Regions from separate parts of the Capra hircus genome. Here region 2 is linked to region 1. A link is a contact called in public Hi-C data. All regions are on one chromosome and are shown on one strand. The core of a region is the stretch at or near the end of the contact, and the rest is flanking DNA. Distances in the headings are between cores, read along the strand shown. Region 1 overlaps FBXO34 (F-box only protein 34). Region 2 holds the start of FBXO34 (F-box only protein 34).

Evidence for each region. Hi-C and Micro-C count contacts between places; a contact is called where the count stands out from the background.
Region 2: a Hi-C map of blood shows a contact between it and region 1, with 3 times the contacts expected there. The contact joins the promoter of FBXO34 here to the enhancer-like site in region 1. A contact is called at or near these places in 3 of 5 Hi-C or Micro-C datasets (all in blood).

The regions. Positions count from the first base shown.
Region 1 is chr10:35,388,395-35,393,568 of ARS1.2, reverse strand. It overlaps FBXO34 (F-box only protein 34), which reads left to right. Exons shown (of 2, transcript XM_018054110.1): 2 at 1-815. Among named protein-coding and RNA genes, the nearest start is that of ATG14, 43 kb to the right of the region's middle. Within about 2 kb of position 2,513, at least 4 of the 5 cell types and tissues checked have an H3K27ac peak or open chromatin away from gene starts, as enhancers often do.
Region 2 is chr10:35,469,019-35,474,192 of ARS1.2, reverse strand. It overlaps FBXO34 (F-box only protein 34), which reads left to right and starts at 2,632. Exons shown (of 2, transcript XM_018054110.1): 1 at 2,632-2,789. The coding sequence starts at 2,641.

The DNA.
Region 1 (5,174 bases), core at 1,264-3,763:
AATCAAATCCGTGAGGACGAAGACTTGCCACCATCAAGAATGTTCAGCAGAGTTCATCACAGACTGTGCAGGCAATCCCCAAAAAAGGGTTCCGGGAATGTTTAGAGCACTGGCCCTGTATTTGAAATAAGTGAATAGTGTCCTGTGAAAAGAATAGCAGTACTCTTGGATGAAAAGTATGCTTACAAAGGAAAAGTCAGGCACCTTACGTAGACCTTGTATGCTTGATCTGTGAGGTTGATGTTTGTGATTGGAGATGGATTTCATGCCCTGTGGTGTTTACAGTGTATATAATGGTTGTGTTTTCCTAGGGCTATGAAAGTGCACATTAAACCCGAGCGCCTTTACTTTAGATGAGTGCTTTTGGCCCCTCTGTAAATAACATTAAAATCCAGTTGTAAATAGTGGATGCAGACTGAACGTAATCACCACAATGCAGCTAGGATAGTGTTGCAGCTACAATCGTGTGGGTTGCTTTGTTTTTTGGGGGGTTGGGGGGGTCTCATCTCAAATTTGTACATCCTGTATAAAATATGAATGTTTCCCAAATAAACTATGAATGTTTTCTGTATAATATATGAATGTTTCTGAGAGGAAACTCTAAATAGTTAAGAGGTTAACCTGTTGAAAGGATACCAAATAATGGTTTAACTGGACAACCTTAAAAATTAGCATAGAGAGCAATCTTTTGTTATATTTTAGTGATTCACCAAGAATGAGAGAATATTATATAGTCAGATTATAACATTTTTGTCTATTCTGTCTGGTTACAAATTTTTTTTTCAATAAAAACATGCATCTTAAGTGGAACCTGAGTTTTGCAGATTTGTTTCCGTTTTTGAGGTAATATTAAGAGATATTGTAAACTGAGTCCCAAGATTTTTTTGAAAAATTGAGTTGTTGGGAGGGGGAGAGAGAATACCACTGGAAAGAGGCCATCTTCATTTAACAGTATGAGCTGACATTTTTACAAACCATTAACACTTACTTTGCATTCATCTGCCCAGGACTGTCTTTATTTCCTATTGGATGAGGTATTATTATCTATGCATGATGAGTTAATTGTTTAGAAGTCAGTGAGGATTTATTCAGACCTGTGTTCATGTAATGCTTGGTGGGGCTGAAAAGTATCTGGCCCCAGAAAGCTGCTGTGGAGGACCGGCAAGCTAGGTTGGCTTGAATTGAGTTGAGTTGAGTTGAGTTCAGTCGCTCGATCGTGTCTGACCCTTTGCGACCCCATGAATTGCAGCATGCCAGGCCTCCCTGTTCATCACCATCTCCCGGAGTTCACTCAGACTCATGTCCTTCGAGTCGGTGATGCCATCCAGCCATCTCATCCTCGGTCGTCCCCTTCTCCTCCTGCCCCCAATCCCTCCCAGCATCAGGGTCTTTTCCGATGAGTCAACTCTTTGCATGAGGTGGCCAAAGTACTTGAGTTTCAGCTTTAGCATCATTCCTTCCAAAGAACACCCAGGGCTGATCTCCTTTAGAATGGACTGGTTGGATTTCCTTGCAGTCCAAGGGACTCTCAGGAGTCTTCTCCAACACCACAGTTCAAAAGCATCAATTCTTCGGCACTCAGCTTTCTTCACAGTCCAACTCTCACATCCATACATGACCACTGGAAAGACCATAGCCTTGACTAGACAGACCTTGGCTGGCAAAGTAATGTCTCTGCTAATCACCAACAAAGCCTTGCAGCTGCATCAGCTCCCGGCTGTCAGGAAGCACTGGTGAGTGTTCCAGGGGCGGGGCTGATGGCAATGATGAAGACTGCACTGGTCCCACAGAAGGATGTGAAGGTGGAGGAAAGCTTTGGCCAGGACTGCCAAGCAGAGTGGGGCAAGGCTGGAGTCAAGGGAGCCAGGTTCGCCTGTGGTGGAGGTGGTGTGGCCACAGAGCGGCTGCTTTCTGCCCTTGCCCTTGGGCAGTAGCTGCTCCTCCCTGAAAAGGGGAAACTAAAACTAGGAAGTGTCTCTGGACGCTGAGCAAGCAGGCACATCGTGATACCACCGACACGCTCGGCTGGAGCCCTTCTGTGACAGGACCGTGCAGGCCGACTTCCCCCTCAGGCGGTTGGTGTCCTTCTCGTGACTCACCCCGGCCCACGTAAGGGCGAGTGCTTCCCATCCCCAAGGCTGAAGTTCCGGCACTAGTCCTTCCCTGTGGTGTGCTCTAAAGCGGCCGTCTCAGCGGGCCTCCCTGATGTGAGGTTTGTTTTACTCGATTCAGGAGTAAAGGGTGCACTCACAGGACTTCACACAGCTTGGTGTGCGGAAAGCGCCTAGTGTCTGTCAGCTTTCACTGTTATTGGCACGTGGTTCTGCATGAGCCCAGGGTGCTTCTCCCAGGTCAGCCATCCTGGATCTGGTTTTCATGTGGGACACAAAGCTGCGAGTGTGAGGGCCTGGACTGACAAAGAGCAGGAGACGAGAAGGCCCAACCCCATCTTGGCATGCAATTCTTTGGGTCCTCAGAAATCACTGATGACCCCTTTTGAACCCGACGCAAGACCCAGTTCCCAGGGGTGTCTGTGTGAATGGTAAGGGAACTTCAGGAGGTGGCGTCAGAGGGCGCCTCCTCCCTGGTCTTCGTTTCTGGATGAGATGAGTGTAGCTTTTCCCCTGAGGAGAAAGATGCTGTGCTTGAGCCCCCTAGTGCCAGGCTGGGGAAACCAGTTCACTTCTCGCTTCTGCAGCACCGCAGTGCTCCCTGCCTGACTGTAGAATCCTAGACTCATAAGAAAGGAAATACTGTGGCCATGAGGACCCTAGGCTCACCCCAACTCCGCCCCTGTGGGGACCCAAAGGAAGAAAACTTACTCCTTCAGCTTTTGCTCAGAGGGTCTGAAATACTTGGCCTAGCAGCTCTCTCCCACCCCTCACTTCACCGGTTGAAAGAAAATCCAGAAAGGAAAGGGCAAAAGGGCCAAGGTTAAACATGTTTTTCAGGCCTTGTCAAAATGACTCACATTAATATGGCCACGTAGAAGGCTCATTCACAATCGAGCACGTTCCCTGCCCTAGCACACTGACAACTCTGCATAGGAGGCATCTCCTTGGCAGCCCCCACCCTGTCCTGCCCAGCTGGTTTGCCTGGTAGTGCCTCTCTACTGCCTCTCGTGTGTCTGGACTCCACTCAGGGCTTGTGGAGGGCAGCTTGGCCGTGCCCTCGCTCAGCACCTCACACCCAGTGCACGCACGTGCCATAAAAACTTTTACACCTTTTGAGTCGTCATGTGGATGTGAGGGGTGCTGGCCAGCTCTGACTGCTCCACTGGAACTCCTAGTAGGAGAAACATGAAGAGGGATGAAGGGACCTGGGAGGAACTTTTCCTCTGGCCACGGCTGGTCCCGGGGAACTTTCTTGGTGAGGGTTGCTTCCGTAGCCGCGCTGGCAGTCTTGCTGGGTGACTGTCAGCTGTGTTTGGCATCATCTGGGCTTTGTCATGTTTTCCCTGGCAGCAGGTTCCTCTGAGCTTCCCGACTGCAGAAGGCTGTGAGTTGCTAGGTAAGCTTGATCTTGGAGTTCCCTTCCTGGATTCTGTCCAACCACCCTTCTAACTTGGACTTGTCAGGGCCTCCCTGCCAACCTTTATGAACTGGCCTGATTTTTTATTATGTGGGTCTTCCTGGACATTTTTCTCCCCACCCCCCCGCCCCCCCCCACTGCTTTACTAGCCTCTGTTCCTTCTTTACTCAGCAGACTGGCTATTCTTCCTCTCCTACCTCCCACAGCCTACCTCAAAAAGACTAAAGCCCGTCTGTGCCAAAACCCTGCTGTACCATAGACTGCACCAGTAACCAGAGCTGGTATTACCTAGCCCTTACTGTCAGGTACCATGTTGTGTTTACATAAAGGCATTCTCTGCCATGCACAGCAACTGGCACTCAGGGAATCTGACAGTTTCTATCCCGGGTGTTGCTTTGGGTTCAGACAAGCTAGTTCTGCAGTCTCCGTGACTGGCAAAAGGACCTTCATGGGAAATGTGCAGTCCCTTCTATGACATGCACCTAAGTGTGTGGCCATAGTTGGTGTCTGCATAACCTCATGGGAAGAGCAAACATCACTGTGGTACCCTTGGGGGACTTCCGGTGTATGTACATCTGACTCGTTTAGGCAAAACCCAGTTAGGCAGTAACACCTATTCTAGGTGGTTTGCTTGACCTGGTATTATTCAGTATCTCAGATGGTAAAGAATCTGCCTGCAATGTAGGAGGCCTGGGTTTGATCCCTGGGGTGGGAAGATCCCCTAGAGAAGGGAATGGCAACCCACTCGTCTTGCCTGGAGAATTCCATGGACAGAAAAGCCTGGCAGGCTCTAGTCCCTGGGGTCACAAAAAGTCGCACACAACTGAGTGACACATACATACATAATTTTAAAGGAGCAGGGCCACTGAAATTGGCAGTTGGGAAGGGAGTGGGAGCAGAGAGATGCCATCTCCTCTGCTACAACCACCCTGGTGAGACATGGTGCTCCTCTGACTGAGTGCAAAGTGAAACCTTCCCCTCTCAAACGCCCCTCATCTCCTCTTCACTTAGTAGAGAACAGACCTCAGAACAAACTAGTTTTGGGACCCGTTGTCTCAAATTCTTTTTGGATTAAGATTCTTTGGAGGCTATAAAAGTTTAAAATTAGAAACCTCTACTTAAGTGTTTTGCTTTTCTCTTTGGAATGACAAAACCCAGCAGGGATTAGGTTCAGAAGTCAGCATTTACGGAGAAAATGGCATACAGCTGAAATGAAGTCCTGCACGTCCATCTCCCACCAGTAGAGAAGGATACATGCCAGGCACAGTGGTGGGAAATGTGCAAGTCCTGTAAGAGGACTGGTGCTTGCTGAGTGATGAGCAGATCACGTCTCCTAATTAACTCGGGCAGAATCACTTGTGCTATTTTAATTATTGTCCTCCTTTACATCCACCTTCTCTACCACCCCCATCAGAGAATAAAACTGCTTTACTAACTGGTATTTTTAGATGTCTATTAAGTAGTATGAAGAGGTTGATAGAAGATTCAAAACCAGATTCAAAATCGATTATTTGCCAATCAGTAAAATGCAGAGCAAAGTTGTATCCGTTAGTGCCCTATCCATTAGGAGGGGAAACGGCCCGTCTGTGTGTAACCATGTTTGCAGCCCCGTGGGCAGGCAGGGACGGACAGGACTCTTCTGG
Region 2 (5,174 bases), core at 1,383-3,882, 81 kb before region 1:
TGCTATTCAAAGTGTGGCCCACTAGGCAGCTTTAGAGTCAGTCCATGAGAAAGAGCAGAAATGAGAGGAAGAGGTTCAGAAAGTTTACTAGCAATTTGACAGAGTAACTTTATGTGTGCTGAGTTAATAAGAATTTGGGCTGTTTAAAACAACATTTTCACATTTCTAGAAGTTTTAGTCAGTTATATTACATTTTACAAAATAGTTCACAATGGATTAAATATTAAAAAAAATCCCTGCACGACTGGTTCTCAATCAGAGACAGTTTGAAAAACACTGCATTAGACCAGACAGTCTTTATAATTAGACTCTTACAATGAAGATATACTGGCCACATGGAAACCAGTGTCATTTAATTTTGGTATTTGTGTTTTTTGCAGTTTCAGTGTCTTTAACCCATCTGCAATTTCCAGGAACAGTACAGTGAGTGATATGATAAGAGTTCTGGGGTCCTTGCTCAGTTTGGCTCTAATAATGAGGCAGGAGATAGACGGGCCCCAGGCTGAACAGTCTCTTCCCTGAGGAGAGAAACTCCAAAACAGTAGGAACTCCATAAAAGCAGGATCATAGAGGAAGCTGGGGCCTTTCCAGATAGAAGACGAGTGCAGGCTAAGTCACTTCAGTCATGTCCCACTCTGTGCATCCCTATGGACTGTAGCCTGCCAGGCTCCTCTGACCATGGGATTCTCCAGGAAAGAATACTGGAGTGGGTTTCCATGCGCTGCTCCAGGGGATCTTCCCAAGCCAGGGATCGAACCTGCTCTCCTTACATCACCTGCATTGGCAGGGGGGGTTCTTTACCACCAGCGCCACTGGTAAGAGACCACATATTCCTCATTTTCAGAGTTAAGGAAAACTCCCTGCCTATATCCATGCTGAGAAAAGGCTCCTTGGAGGTCAAAAGAGAGAGGGCATCACCTCATAGTTAGTGACGTCAGCTGCCCATAAGTCTCTTGGCTAGAATTCATCATGGCTAAAAGATACACGCACACATGGGAGGACCCTGAGAAATATCAAATACAGACTCAGAAACAGGGAAAGCAAGATGATTGGTCAAAGGAAATCTGGAAGAAATGACTCATAAAAGTGACCGCAAACTACCACGAGGGCGCGACTTTTAAAAGCGCCAATACTCTTTCACCTAGGAATTCCATTTCTGGGTATTTATCTTTAAAAATTTACATTCATGAAAATGTTCTATGGTTTCTTTATAATGTCATAAAGGAAATAAGTCTGAGAATGAAGAATTTGGTAAATTTTCTATGTTCACTTAATATACTTTTACACAGCTTCTGAAGTGTTTATGAAGCTTATGTAGAACTAGGAAAAAATAGTTATAAAAGCAAAAACAAAAAAGCACCCCAAACCAACAAGGATCCAAAATTGTGTGTACACTATGAGCACATTATAAATTAAATATGCATGAGAAAATGTCTACAGGAAAATAAGCTGAATGCTGAGTACCTGTGTTAGGGTGAAGGCGTTTTTTTCTTTTATTGTCCTCATGTTTTATGATGTGGTCAAAATTATTTTTACAGTGAATACAATTAACAGTTTAAAGGCTGAGTATAAAATAGCCTTCACTGGCACTCTCATTTGAAAGTATTAAATAAAGTACCGAAAACCTCTTTTGTAGTCATCATTTACAATCCTTTACTCTTCTAAAGATTACATTTTGAGACTGTCAACCTCAAAGTTTATCAAATTGCTGGTAGGTATTACTGCCATTGAGCAGGGCATGACAACCCACTCCAGTGTTCTTTCTTGGGACTCCCATGGAGAGAGGAGCCTGGCAGGCTATAGTCCATGGGGTCACAAGAGTCAGACACGACTGAAGCTACTTAGAATGCACGCACGCATTCCTGCCTTTATTTGTATAGAAAAGAACATAATGGACATTCCCAATCCCTTCGTTTTACGAATAAGAACTCTGAAGCCCAGCTTCCCCAGGTAGTAGCAGAAGCAAAATCTGAACCCAAGTCTACTAGGTCATCTACCAGTAATTTAACACCATTTATATAGTTCCACCTCGGAGAAGGCAATGGCACCCCACTCCAGTACTCTTGCCTGGAAAATCCATGGATGGAGGAGCCTGGTGGGCTGCAGTCCATGGGGTCGCTAAGAGTCGGACACGACTGAGCACTGAGCGACTTCACTTTCACCTTTCACTTTCATGCATTGGAGAAGGAAATGGCAACCCACTCCAGTGTTCTTGCCTGGAGAATCCCAAGGACGGGGGAGCCTGGTGGGCTGCCGTCTATGGGGTCGCACCGTGTCGGAGACGACTGGAGCGACTTAGCAGCAGCAGCAGCATATAGTTCCACCCACATCCACCCACGAGTATTAATAGACTTGCCATTGCTACTGACTGTTGAATCCTGGCTTACTACCATTCTGGCTGGCTTGAGGGGTTGAGTCCTTTCTCTACAGGTAGTGCTTGAGCTTTCCCTCTTCACCGCTTGGGGGCCCGGAGAAGCCTCACGAGGTTTTCTCCGTTTAAGTACTCCCCCTCTGAATCCCCAGCGCCCGAAGTGCCGCAGAACCCCGGCAGGGGGCGTTGTGACCCTGACTCCGCGGCCCCTCCCCTGGCCAACCGTCGATTGGGCCGGCGCGTGACGTCACGCCGTTTTAGCCAAACAAATGGGTTTCGGGGCGAGCGTTGGGCTCCGCCGCGCCGCGCTGGGCGCTCGGTCTGTCTCAGCGGTGGGGAGCGAGCCAGGCCTCCAGCCGCCGCCGCTGTATAGGGGTGTGCAGCCCCTGGCCAGGCCCCGGCCGGGGCAGGAGCGCAGGTGGGTCCGGGCTGGGGTGGGGCGTGGCGCGAGAGCAGCGCGGTCGGGGTCCGGCGGCGGCCACGGTGGCCGCTCCCCGCCCCCTCCCGCCGCCCGCCTGCGCTCTTGGGGCGCCGGGCGGGTGGGGGCGGGGGTGCCGCCCGCCGGTCCGAGGCTCGGTCTGGGGCAGGGACTCGGTGGCCTGCACCTTGTCCTGGGACGGCCTCCGCCTGCACGCGGGCCGGGCGCTGAGCGCCCCCGCGGGGCTCGGAGGGTCAGGCGGGCCGGCGGGCGGGAACGGGGTCGCGGGTCTGGGTTGAAGCCGAGGAGATCCGGGATAGGCCCTGAGGAGTTTCAGGATCGTCTCTCCCACCCCCGGTACTGGCGGCCGGTGAGGAAGTCAGGCCCTGGGTGGGGGTTGTTTTGCCCGGTGGCTCCCGCCAGGGCTCGGCCGCTCCGTCCTTCCCTGTCCCAGCGCAGGTGAGCTGGCGCCTGTCCTTAACCTTCTTTGGGAACCGGGCAGGACGGAGGCTCGGAGGCTTCTCTGGCCTCTGGGCTGGTGCAGGTCGACTGCGGTTCCGCCCCAGTCCGCGATGAAGTCACAGTGTTGTGGGTCCGCGTGTCTGTGACGTCAGGGGTTACGAGGAGATGAGCTGTGATGTCACTGCAGGCCCTGGGGGTTCGGAACCCTGGCGCGCAGAAGTGCCGGGAGGACCGGGAGGGGAAAGAAAGGAAGTTCAAGCTTCTGTCAGCGCCTGGGGTCCCAGAGAATTTGAATCGAAAGTTGTTCGATATCAGCATTTTACAATTTTAATGTAGTAGTTGTCAAGTTCTTTAACTTCATTTCGAACAAGCATTGTTATACAGTTCAATATAAGACCCATTTGATTTAGGAAAATCTCAATCAGGAGGATTTTTTTTTTTTTTTTTTGGTGGGGGTGGATGGTGGCTGTTTGATCTAAATGCTTTTCAGAGAGCTTAACTGTAGTTGGATGGCTTGTGATTGGAATTGCTGAAAAAGAACCAATTTGAGCGCTGATGATTTCCTTACTGTTTCTTGCTATACAGTTTTGAAATAATTTATCTGCCCATTTGCTTTATTGTTGTTAAGAGAGTGACTTGGAAGAGAGCGGCTTTTAAGTCAACTTTTTCTTTTGTAAAAAGGAAAGGAGGAGGCCTGAATTAATGCAATATTATTGTTAAATAATAATTACCTGGGGATTTAATTTATCCGGGTTGTCCCTACCCATGGATAATTGAGGGTTTCCTGCGGTTATAGCTCACCAAAAAGGCTTTTTCTTGTTTTCCTACTAAGACTGGGTGTAACAGTAAAATAACATATACCAGGAACTGCTTGCCTGGACAAGTAACTAAAATTTTGTCTGTAGTGCTTGCAAATATGAAACTACAGAATTTTTAAAAATGCCTTGTCTGTAAACCGCTTTTCTTCCGAAGCTTTCCAAAGAGATCAGGCTAGACCTGCTGTTTCTAGCTTCAAGTATTGCAGCATATCAGTACTTTTGCTCATCATTTCTTCCTCTCTGTAAAACCACTTAAATAGAATCTAGTTTGAGAGGTAGATGGCTAAAATTGAAGCATAATTGCAATTTAGTGTCTTCAGCTGGAAGCTAGGATGGGCGTCCTCAGTCCCTCCCCATTGACCTTGACTTATTAGGGCTTTTCTGTTGTTAATACTTCTTCTCTTATTTGCTCTTTAAAGGTGATTGAAAAGGTATTGCATCTCTAGATTTTGCATCAACATGCTGGTGGAAGTTGTGCTGTGTGTCTTTGTTTACACAGAAAATGAAAACAAATTTACCCTTGTTAATTACTATTAGATTTGACTGGAAGTTCACAAAACAGGATGTTCTTGTAAATCTCATTTTAATACTCACCACACTTTGGACATTCTACAGCATTGTGTGTACTATTTGAAAATTACAATATACATATTTTAAAACATTAGGAATTGTGTGGTGACAGTGTTAAGGCTCTGAAGACATAATTTGGTTTTTTGGATCCTCAAGACTGATAAGTATCAAATTAACAATGAAATTGCTGATTTCGAGGGTGTTAACCAAGCTACTCTTTAAAATTAAATGATCATGACAAGATATTATGTAATGGAGTTGAAGGAGGTACAAAAAGAACACTTTAATATATCTTTTCCAATGAGCCTTTCTGGGGAAGGCCACATGGATGTGTATAAATTAAATGTACTAGTGCTCATGGGAAGGGGTGAAAGTCAAACTGTGTAAGTTGAAAGACACATAAATGATAATAAAATAGCTTCCCCTTGGCAGTGCATCTCCCCCACCCCATTGTATTTAGCAGTTTATTAATTTTTTTAATGGAAAATGAGTTTTTTATTCTGAATAAAGGTCTTCATGTATTCTGATATGACTG